2 separate regions of the Mus musculus genome follow, and region 2 is linked to region 1. Evidence: chromatin contacts called from public HiChIP or PLAC-seq data. All regions are on one chromosome and are shown on one strand. Each heading gives the region's core, a stretch centred on a gene start, on an enhancer-like site or on the middle of the called end of the contact. The rest is flanking DNA. Distances are from core to core; before and after follow the strand shown.

The links. HiChIP or PLAC-seq counts read pairs in DNA pulled down with a chosen protein or histone mark.
Region 2: an H3K4me3 HiChIP or PLAC-seq map of forebrain shows a contact between it and region 1, with 4 times the contacts expected there. The contact joins two enhancer-like sites. A contact is called at or near these places in 5 of 484 Hi-C or Micro-C datasets (the N1E-115 cell line, cerebral cortex, embryonic stem cells and 1 more), 8 of 115 datasets of contacts at active chromatin or transcription factors (craniofacial prominence, embryonic basal ganglia, embryonic forebrain and 5 more) and 1 of 9 other capture datasets (embryonic stem cells).

Annotation. Positions count from the first base shown.
Region 1 is chr11:117,405,626-117,411,405 of GRCm38.p6, reverse strand. It overlaps Gm34128 (a long non-coding RNA gene), which reads left to right and starts at 136. Exons shown (of 3, transcript XR_880326.2): 1 at 136-345; 2 at 2,804-2,914; 3 at 3,363-3,568. Within about 2 kb of position 3,650, at least 106 of the 459 cell types and tissues checked have an H3K27ac peak or open chromatin away from gene starts, as enhancers often do. A contact at or near this core is called in the N1E-115 cell line, cerebral cortex, forebrain and 1 more, where this site is marked.
Region 2 is chr11:117,532,076-117,537,855 of GRCm38.p6, reverse strand. It overlaps Gm11734 (predicted gene 11734), which reads right to left. Exons shown (of 7, transcript NR_167774.1): 5 at 5,587-5,772; 6 at 5,121-5,344; 7 at 3,737-3,971. Among named protein-coding and RNA genes, the nearest start is that of Gm11734, 12 kb to the right of the region's middle. Within about 2 kb of position 2,180, at least 106 of the 459 cell types and tissues checked have an H3K27ac peak or open chromatin away from gene starts, as enhancers often do. A contact at or near this core is called in the N1E-115 cell line, cerebral cortex, forebrain and 1 more, where this site is marked.

The sequences.
Region 1 (5,780 bases), core at 2,401-4,900:
CTTCGAACTCAGAAATCCCTCTGCCTCTACCTCCCAAGTGCTGAGATTAAAGGTGTGCGCCACCACCACCCGGTTGGGGTAAAGCTTTTATCATTATCAATTAGCTCTGAAATTATTGAATTGGCATCTTGTAAATTGTGATCTTATTGTTATATAAATATGATTGGATAATTAAGCTTTAAGAGTCATGTTTCTACAGGGTAAATAGGTATTGAGATGGCTGATTGTGGGGTGTATGGAGCCATGTGTGGAAGCGAGAGGAACTCTGGAGCCCTGTCCGAGAGATGGCCCAGCGGGAGTCCTGTGGCCCCACAGGGCCAGAAAGTTGGCAGGCCAAGAGAACAAGTGAGTGAGATCACCTGGCATGGGGACTGGCTCCAGAGAGTTGGTGGTGGCAGCAGGAGCATGGCCTGGCCCCACTGAGAATTGGAGGGTTCATTTTTTAATATTTACCACAACACATGTACACGCAGACATACACATAAATAAAACATAAAAAATAAATCTTGGAGCTGGAGAGATGGCTCAGCAGTTAAGAGTATTGACTCAGGTCCAGAGGACCTGAGTTCAGTTCCCAGCAACCACATGGTGGCTCACAACCATCTGTAATGGGATCTGATGCCCTCTTCTGGTGTGTGAAGACGGCTACAGTGTACTTGCATATACATTAAATAAATAAATAAATAAATCCAAAAAGCAAAAAACAATAAAATCTTTACTAAAGAAGAAAGGGTAGTCAGCAAAGGAAAATGAACTGCTAAGTGTGTCATTGGAACCACCAGGTGATGTCATGACATTCTTCATATTGCACAAGTGTGTGGACCCAAATTAGAGGGAAAGAAACAGCCCAACTGTCTCCTGGGACTCCACACCAGCCCTGTTTCTCTCCATGGCACCAGGAAGGACATTGCCTGCAGGTCCCCCTAAGCAAAAGGCAGCTCTCAGAGCAGCCTAGATTGGCTCTGGGTGGTCAGAACCCAAGCCCAGCCCAGCCCACTGGCTCCTCTGACAGCTCCAGCTCAATTAATTCCCAGGAAGCTTTACTCTTGCTCCCCACTCCCCCCCCCACACACACACAGCCCACGATGCCAAATGCTGCCAGCTGTCCTGGGGCAGGAGGAGCATTTGGTCTGTTATCCCTGAATGCCACGGCAGAAGCTAACTTCAGTCTCTGCTGGCTGACTGACCGACTTCTCCTCATCCCAGCCTTGGCTCCAGTGCCAGGCAGGCTCCAAAGACAAAGGAGCTCACGGACAAAGGAGCTCACCCCTGCCTGGCAGGCTCCAAGTGCAGGGCTTCCGTTTGTGCCGAAATCACAAGCTGCCACTTGCACAGCCTGAGAAAGACATGGAAAATAATTTATTCACACGCAAAATGTCTCACTGGGATGCAGCCACTAAAGGGAAATAGACATATACGTTGGGAGGTATTTAAGGAATAGAATTCCAGTGTGAGCGGGGTGGGTGGGGGGAGCGGGGAGGGGGGAGCAAGATACAATGTGATTTCAAGTTTGTAAAAATAAACAAGAATAAAAAGGCAGAAAAGAGAGCATCTTTCCTTTCCAGGCAGGGAAAGAAAAGCAGAGATAATGAGTTTGCTCTTCTAGGCTTTTCTATAGTTTCTGGGGTTTTTCCCCCCTCTATACACATAGATATTCCTTGGATAATGTGCAATCAAATGTTTGTTTTATAAACAAAGCGTAGGGGCTGGAGAGATGACTCTGTGGTTAAGAGCACTGACTGCTCTTCCTGAGGAGCTGGTTCGGGCCCCAGCACCCATCTCAGGTGGCTGACAAAGCTTTGTAACTTCAGTTCCAAGCAGCCTGGTGTCCTCTTTTGACCTCCCTGGAGCCAGGCACGTGTGTGGTGCACATGCACACAAACAGGCAAGCGAAACACCCACGCGTAAGACATAAATCTTTTAAAGGCAGAGACGGTGCTTTGATGGCACAGGTCCGTTCCCACCACACAGCAAGCGCGTACCATAGGCAGGTAGATTCCGTTCCACCCACTACAACACCCAGGGAATCTTCCAGAACCCACTGGGCCCTGTAAGATGCTTCCAGACCCAGGTGAAAGTGTTAGATCTGACATCAGAGTAGACAAGGGGGCAGGGGAGGGGTTGCCTGGTTGTCCCCAGCATCTTACCTGTCCCAGATGGAATGTCTGGGCAGGGTAAACAGAATAGGAAAACTGAACACCAAAAAGGAAAAGGACTCATGGGCACACCTATCCCCAGCCTCATCATGGTACCGAGCACCACAATATCCCGTTTCCTTTGCTTCCCCACCCAGAACATGCCAGGGGTAGGCAGGTGGGTAGCAGGCAAAGGATGGGTAGAGGCTGGGAGGAGCGTTTGAAGGCTGCACCCCCAGCTGTGTTAACTTCCCGCGCACCCACATCTCTAAGACAGAGATCTAACAGCATAGAGTAACAGGATGCTGAGGGTCCGGGCAGTGGGATCCCTATGTGCGCAGCGCCATCATCCTTCCTCAGGCACTTCACTGAAACGGTCCAAACCCAGCTCCAGCTTCTGACCCACACTGTGTAGCAGGCACCTGATTTTGCACTGCCACCAAGTCCCCATGCAACTGCCAGTTGGGTACCCTTCTTACTATGGGAGATGACATAGACCCAGAGCCAGAAAGCCATCAGCCTCACCGGCAGCTGGAGCTGGGCAAGGAGTTGACCAGGTTAATCAGTTCAGGTTTCCCCTCCCCCACCCCCACAGGGCAATCTGAGTCAAGGGTGGAGGAGAAGGAGAAGGGTGGGTACCCTTCATCGCCCTGGCTTTTGTTTCTCAGGGATGCTGGTGCCCACGGATGATGGTACCCTTCCTGGCGCCTCCCCCCTTCCGGAGTTCATCCGCATTCCTCTTGCTTACAAACACCTGGAGCGTCTGCGAATAAGCTAAGGTCTAGAAGTGGGGGAGTTTATCACAGTTAAGTCGGTGGCGGGAAAAGGGGGGGGGGTGTGTGGAGAGGGAGGCGGCGGGGATCAGCAAAGATTAGTGAATTATTCACACCTCTCCATCAGGACGCTGCCTCCCCTTCTACTCAAGAGCACGTATCAACACCCTTCTATTTTGCCGTCCATTTTGAAAGGAGGCAAGGGAGGGGGGATAGCATAATGTTTAATTAAGAAATTAAGCCACTCCTTTCCTAAATATTCAATTCAGGAAGGGGGAGGGGAGAGGCCAGCCAGCCCAAGAAAATGGTTTTTATCACCAGGAGAGGAAAAAAAAAAAAAAAAATCCGATGCCCAAAATAGCCCCATGGTTGCCCTAGCAACTAGCATATGCTCCCCCTCCCCCTCCCGTCCGCCTTTGCATACGGCTGCATATTTCTATCATCTCCCTTGCAGGCACAGTTCATAAACACGGCGGCATAATAAAGAACGTTATCGCCGATGACTTACGGCCCAGCTGCGCCCAGCCAGATAGCAAGTGGCGAGCCAATACAATTTCATGCAGCGAGGGCCACAGATAGATGGGGTGCCCTTCAAGCGCGATGCTACTTCTGTGAGTCAATCCAGATTCGGAAATAAAGTTGGTCTCGCCCTCTTCCCCATCCGCCAGAGACAAAGCAGGCCTGGCTGATGCCCGGGAGTCTCATTAGGGCCGGAACAAGCTCGCCCTGAGCCCTGGATTAGCCTGCCAGACTTCTGAGCAGCGCTCTGCCTGTGCCTCCCGCCTCTGCCTTGTCAAAGGGCCCAGCCTGGGATGGATGAGGGTCTGTTTGAATTAATTATCCTCTCTTCAGGAGGATTACTGCTCGCACGCGCGCGCCGGAGGGGGGGGTAGGGGGGGGTGTCCCATGGCTATGGTGGGGGTTGGAGCAGGCTCCACACACCCAGCCAGGATCCTGGGGGGGTGCTAGGGGAGGGTGTTAATCGTGGGGACTCTCTGCTTTCTAGAAGGGCTAATGCAAGGGCCCTTGAGAACCACTATGTCCAGGGAGATTTCTCTGAATTAGGGACAGTTTGTTTTTTGGGCTTGAAACCTTCTTCATAAAACGGCTTCTCTTCCTGGGTCCAGGCCAGGCCAGAGGTTTGGTTTACCCCTGAATAATCAAAGCAGAGGTCTTGCACGATGGAGGAAGGATCTGCTCCACAAGAGGAAAGAGTGCAGGCTGCAGGGCTCTGGGGGCTAATGGACGAGGACAGAAGGGAGGGTCAAGGGCAATTTTAGTCCTTGCAGGAGCCTGCTGAACTAACCGGCCACCTCCACCCATCCCCCACCCTTACCCCCTCCCACCCGCTTGCCGCACAGAATACATACACGGAGAGATCAGCTCATCTCACCCTGCCCTGGGAATCCCCTAGTGTTCCTTTACCACCCAAGTAAAGGGTCCCTGCCAAGCCACTCCCTAGCCAAGTTAGACAACTGGAGTAAGTGTAGGCTGGGACTGCTGGACCCCAGGTAAATCAGGGAGGCAGGTTTGGTTGGCACTACCTCTGGGCCTGGGTACCATAGAGTCCAGACAGGGACAGGATGCAGTAGCCAAGTCCTCAGGACCAGGCCACAGTGGAATGAAGGCAGCCAAGGAGCTCTGGGAGAGTTGGGGTTAGGAGAGTTAGTGGGGGAACAGCCCTGGAAGACCCAAGCAGGACCCTAGCACCCAGGCAGCCTTGCTAGGCCACAGGCAATGCCAACTAAGGAGCTATATAAGGGACGAGCCAGGCAAAGCCAGTTGGGTCACAGAGGGGAGGCCAGGCAGGGATGAGGCCCATGAGCCTCCCCTGCACAAGGCCTCCTGGAGTGTCCTGTGATCTGGCTGCCAGGTCAGCAGTACTTTATGTATACAGCATTGCCTCTGGGTGACAGGACCTGGTCAGTTGAGTGACAATGGGTGTCAGAGGGGAAGACATGGAGGCCTGGTTTTTGGGCTGTCCAGACATACCCAAGGTGACTGGGAGTGTGTGTGTGGGCGAGTGTTCTCCGACCTCTACTGCTGAGCTACAGAAAGCAAGAAGAGAAAGCTACCCCTCTTTATCCTTCACCCCAGTTCTCCCTCTCGGAGCCCTTCCCCAGGTCCTATGGAGTTTCAGATATGCACATATGTCTATATAGAGGCAAAAATAGCATGGCATTAAAAACGACCATTTTAGCTAGGCACCGGGAGGCAGAGGCAGGCAGGTTTCCAAGGGTTCCAGGTTAGCCAAGAGTACGAAGCAAGTCCTTAACAAACAAACAAACAAACCAACAAACAATACAACCAAAAATAAACAAACACAATTGAAAATAGCAATTCAATGCCATTTAGCTCACTCACAATGTTGGGCAACCAAAATCTCTATCTTGTTCTAGATCTTTCTTTTCTTGGTGCTAGGGACAGAACTGAGGGCCTTTGCTACACAAGGCAAGCCTTCTACCACAAAACTACCATCCCAGCCCTCTAAACCTCCTTCATGTCCATAAAAGGAAACAGCTAGAGTTTGGGCTCTGTGTCCTGCAGAGGCGTGTGTGTGTGTGTGTGTGTGTGTGTGTGTGTGTGTGTGTGTGCACGTGCATGGCTTGGTCCCCAGGGTGTCATCTCTGTGGACTTGAGCTTTGTGAGGGTTACTGGTTCACAGAGCTTTCTATTTCCTGATGAGGTAGGCACATGGCTTTTAGGCCTCTGTTGGGGATGCCAGGGAGAATTGTGGGAGCCTGTGGCAGAACAAACCGCTTGTCTTGTAAAACTCTGGCGAGCCTTAGCTTACTGGGGACTCCCTGAGTGAATGATGCAGAGCCAGGAATCAATGCAAAAAGCAAGAGGAATTTATTGTTCCAACATGTTG
Region 2 (5,780 bases), core at 931-3,430, 130 kb before region 1:
GGTTTTGATCCAGGGTGCTGCCAAGAGGATGCTGCCAGTCATGCGGCACTGGACAGAGACAGGAAAAAGGGGTGGCTAGCAGAAGGACCTGTGTGTGTGTGTGTGTGTGTGTGTGTGTATATCCCCTCTATCCTTTGAATGAAGAGCTCTGGGGGAGCTCTCAGGGGCAGGATTGCTTGACAGAGACACAGGAGACAACATTGAAACGGTGATTTAGGCAGTCTTTGGGCATAGGGGATGCATTGGCGCTCCAAGCCCCATCTACTGTCAGCCACAGGCCTTTGCAGAGAATCCTGATTGAGCTTAGCTATGCAAAATGCATTTTTTTCTGAGGCCAAGTTGCAGACAAGCCGGCATCTCCTTCGGGTGTCCCCGTTTGGATGGGGGAGCAGGGAGGATTTTGTGGGCACAGCAATGCTGGTCTGGAAGCGGGAAATAGCTTTAGATTATCTACAAAGTGCTTCTTCCACCGTGGATAATGGAGAGGTAGCCACGCTTATTTAGAGCTACCCTCTTAGGGACAATCACTGGAAGGGGAGGGGTGGGGAGAAGGGTAGGGATGGAAATGGTGTATTACTGAGCCAGACTCAGACCGAGGAGGGGCTCAGTGGGGTCCTTAGCAGCTCCTTCTAGACATGGAGGCTGGAAGGGATCACCCCATCAGCATCAGACTCCACCCCATCAGCATCAGACTCCACCCCATCAGCATCAGACTCCACCCCATCAGCATCAGACTCCACCCCATCAGCATCAGACTCCACCTCTTTTGGTCTGCAGGAAGCCCCAGGACTCAGATCACTATTGGCCAAGACAGCATTAGCCCAAGGGCAGCCAACAATGCTTCTCTTTCTACCCCACTTTCAGCCTCATCCTTGTGAGGTGGATGAACTAGATATCCGTCATCCTCCTCCACAGACCCCAGGGCCCACCTCTGATCCAGGGTCCTGGATCAGAACTGGTTGGCCGTGCTCTCTCAGACTCTCTCAGGAAAAGTGTTCAGGGCAGGGATTGTGCTGGAGACTAGGAAACTGCTGGAAGGGCAAGGCAGAGTGCAGAGCTGGTCAGAGCTGGTGGGGATGAATCATGCTGGCTACAGGCACAAGTGCATGGAAAGTACCTGGAATTGTGCCTGCTTATGATGCTCCATCCCAGAGGCTCCTCCTCCTCCTCCTCCCCTCTTCCCCTTCCTCCCTCCCTGTCCCCTCCCCCTCCCCTCTCCGCTCCTTCCCCCTTTCCCTCTCCCTGGTCCCTCCCCTTCCTCTCCCCTCTCTTTGTCCCCTCTCCCTCCTTCTTTCCCTCTCCTTGCCCCCTCCTCTTCCCCTCCCCTCCCCCTTCCTTCCCCCTTCCTTCCCCTGGCCCTCTTCCTCCCCACTTCCTTCTTTATGATGCAGGGTCTCTAACCTAAAATTTACTCTGTAACCAAAGAGGACTTAGAACTTCTGATCCTTCTATTTGCCCCTCCTGGGTTCTGGGATTATAGGGATGAGCTACCAGGATGCTGGGGATTGAGCCCAGGGTCTCACACATAGTAGGCCAGCACTCTGGCTCCCCTGGCTCACTCAGGACAGGTTGTGGTTATTGAGAGCTAAGACCCTCTGGGTCTTCTGGGATGTCCAAGGCCACACACGAGGCCCTGGTGTCTCCAGGTTGGGGGCAGTCTTCTCTCGCTGGTCTGCACACTGGGGTTGAATCAGTCTTCCCTCCTTCCCCAAGCTGCTCAGAAGCCCTCTTCACAGCTGCCACCCACTTCATCATAGACACCCATCAATGAGCCAGCCAAGCCCATAAATTATTGTACAAACCACTCCAAACAATAACCACAATTTTACTTACTGAGCCATTAAATATACGTACTTAAATTAGACTTAACCAGACATCACGTGGGGACGTCTTGGGGCCAGGCAAACAATGAGTCTTGGGGGGAACGTGTCACCTTGTGTTTGCCCACCTCTCCCGTGAAATTAATGAGGTGCTTCAATTTAATCATTATTACCACTCTGGCTTTATTTAGCCAGTTAGCTGGGGTTGACCTGCCGTCTCAGTCAGCAGTGGCTTCCCTTTGCTGCCCTGGGCTGTCCTGACAGCCAGCTAGAGGTCAGTGGGAACTTGGATACTGAAGGGCTGCCCTGGTCCAGAGATGTGTTAATCTCATTGACAGAAGCTCTGTCTCCAGGATCCACAGAGACCCAGCTGTGGCTATTGAAGCTACCACGTGGAGGACAGAGTGCTGGCTCTTCCCAGATCCCCATGTCTGATGTGTCAATGAGCACATCTCACACACTCTTTCAGTGTCCTCCTAGTTCAGGCTGCCAACTGTCCCTTTGGTGTTAGCCATTTTACACCCTGTCTCTCTGTCTGCCAGATCAATTTGTAGAGAAGTTAAGTGTGGCTCATTCCCTATTCAGAGTCCTGTAGCTCCCACTGCTTATGGAGAACAAGCAGAGTGTGGTGGCCAGGGTGCCTCCTGCCTTCCTTAACCCCATCTCTCCAGCCTGTCTCGAACTTTACCAAGCACCAGCCACAGTGAGCCCTCCCACCCTCCACCCACCTCGGAGCCACACAGGTCTGGCATGTCCTCCCCTGTTCCATGTGCTTAGCTTTAAAACCCTTTAACACAGTGGCACCCACTTCCCACCTCTTCCAAGCACAGGGTGTCGGCCCAGTTCCTGCCTCCATCTGAAAACGCCTTCCTAAGCCTCCACACTGGGCACAATGCCTGAAGACAGCCCGGGCTGCCTCGTATCCCTCACGGAGGTATCTGCAGTGGGCAGTGTGCCCATGTGTCAAAGCACCCAGCACAGAGCCTGCCAAGCAGGAACAGACAGAGACATTCAGTGCCTGGGAGTGGCAGCGACCGACCGACCGGAAGCAGTGATCCTCAACCCTCTGCATCCATCTCAGCCTGGAGTCCCTCTCACTTTCAAGTGTTTGTGAGATAGATCCAGGCTGGCTGGGTTGGAGAAATCCATTATGTGGCCAGAGTGGAACCAATGCTTCCACTCTGTTTGTAGACAGGAAGGGACATTTGGTTATTGTTGCACATGGCTCAGAGGTCACCCAGTATGTACCAAGAAACTCCTGGGATCCAGAGTAGACCGTCCTTGGTGGCAATTCTAAGATGTAGCCTGGGACAAATCTGTGTATCCAAATGCTGGAGAGGGAGGGGAGAGGAGGGGAGAGGAGGGGAGAGGAGGGGAGAGGAGGGGAGAGGAGGGGAGCACCCCCAGGCTCACCAGGCTCAGTGGGTACTGCTGCCTATCTGTTGTGGGGAGTGCCCACTGCCAACTCCCTGCTAAGGCCACTAATAATCTTGAAAAAGGTGATGTGGAGGTGCCCTTGCTGCTTGTCTGTCCGTCTGTCTGCCTGTCAGTTGGTCAGACTGTCTCTAAGAACATGGCTAAGTGTCAAGAAATACAATGGAGGAGGTGTGTGCGCATGTCACAGCCTGTCCTTGTCTGAGAGTCAGGCCTGGAGAACACAAACAGTCACCAAAGGTTGCTAGCATGCCAGAGCTTCTGTGAACCGTGTCCTTATCCCCACGAGGTTGGGGGCACTCTGTCTGCTAGGGCACCAGTGGGCTTTTTCTGTGCTCCATGCAGCTCCCCCACACACAGGGCAGGCATCTGCATGAGGTGCAGCCTGGTCCACAGAGCAGGAAGTGCACGGTCAGCTGCCCATCTCCCAGCCTCAAATGGAATAAAAGAAGAGATGGGGTTAAGTGTAATCCCACTTTAAATTTTACTCAATATATCTGAAGCATATTTTATTTTATTCATTTGTGCCTATGGGTGTCAGGTAGCTAGTACGAGGGTTGCCAGTAAGGTAATTTTCTTTTTTTTTTTTTTAAAGATTTATTTATTATTACATGTAAGAACACTGTAGCTGTCTTCAGACACTCCAGAAGAGGGAGTCAGATCTCATTACAGATGGTTGTGAGCCACCATGTGGTTGCTGGGATTTGAACTCCGGACCTTCGGAAGAACAGTCGGGTGCTCTTACCCACTGAGCCATCTCACCAGCCCCAGTAAGGTGATTTTCTGGTGTGCTTATGCATCCAGCTTTTGAAATTGGTGTATACAGGGAGATGAGGTTCGACCGACACCCCCACCCCCACCCCATCTCGAGGTCTCAGGAGTTCTGGGTGGTGTGCTTTCTAGGGTTGGGCAGCTGTAGGCTGGGTGACATCGGGCAGTGCCCTGGTGGGTGCTCAGATTCTGAACTCAATAGCTTGACATTTCTTCAATTAAGCTCCGAGAAGCAGGTAAATGTTGAGGCAGGAGCAGGTCAGCCTAGTGCCAGTCAACTCCCCTGAAAAACATCTACAGGACGTCCAGGAGAAGGACTGGCTGGTCTCTGTGTCACAGATGCCATTGGTCAATGCTAAATTATGCAGGCTCAGCATAGGCATCAGGGACATATTATTTATCAGTGCCAGGGACACAAAGAAACCTTAGAATAAGGAGCCTCTGGCCAAGGACACCGAGAAGGCAGCTCTTCCCCTGAATTACTGGGGAGACGGGCTGGGATCCTAGGATGCTGGTCTGCCAGGATTCAGGAATATGACCATACAGGAATGCCCGGGTGCAGGGATACAGAGATGCTGGGATACCAGGACACAAGGGTGCTGGGGACACAGGGGTACTTGGACACAGGGATACTGGGATCTAGGGATGCTGTGATAAAGAGAAATGGGGATGCTGGATTCAGGGATGCCAGAGTGTCAGGATATGTGGGTGTTTGTATGCTAGAACTCTGGGGATGCTGGCATATAGGGATGCTATGATAGAAAGAAATGAGAATCCCGGATTCAGGGATGCCAGGATGTCAGGATATATGGGTACAGGTATGCTAGAATTCTAGTGATGCTGGAATTTTGGGATATCAGAATGATATGAGACCACAGGACCTAAAGATCATAAGGGGGTGAGACTTGAAGAGCCAGCAGCAGGCTGGCATATACTGTGGGACTCAAGGCTTCTCAGGCAGCGCCCACAGCCACTCACATGCATGGTGATTAATGGCTGGTACCCTGGTGTGGAAACCATCTTAATAGTGGTGATTTTGTCCCGGACAGTATTCCACATATTGTAAAGGTCATACATGATAAGAGCATTACCCACCTCGCCTGGGCAAACACGCTTAACCTTGTAGCACACGTTCCCGGGCAGATCCGTGTGTGCCTCCCTCATTTCAGAGGCCCTGTTGGCAAGGATTCTTAGCCAATAGAGATGAAAGTCAGCAGAGATGGCACCATGCTGGGTCTCCAGACAATGCGCTGAATCAGCTGCCGGCCTCATGCTGTGCCAGGGGCAGAGGGCACAGAAGCACCACAGCCCGCACAGAGCTGCTGGGCAAGAGACTTCAGTGAACGTTGGTAGGGACCGGCCAGCTTTGATTCCCTTCACAAGGCTGAAGAGGGGCCTCCCCTATCAGGTCTAATCAGAGGGAAGGAGAGGCCTATCTCAAGCTGTTGGCTGCCTGGGCTAGACCTAGGCCTGTGGACACATGTGGCCTTCAAGGGAACATAAAAGTGGCATATGCTTGCCTGCTGAATCCCCAAGACCAACAGCTGGATAACTCACTTACCCGTGGTTAGAATAGGTTATAGAATGCTTTGGAGTCTGCAGGAGACATCTGTAGAGCAGATCAGCCCTCGGTCTTGGCAATTCACTGTTCAGTCTGTCACCCCTGGGTTCACCGGAGAATGGCCTTGAGGTCTTCGATGCCTGGTGGCAGGTGCATGGGCCTTCCTCTGCAGGTCATGTCCCTGGGCTGTGAGA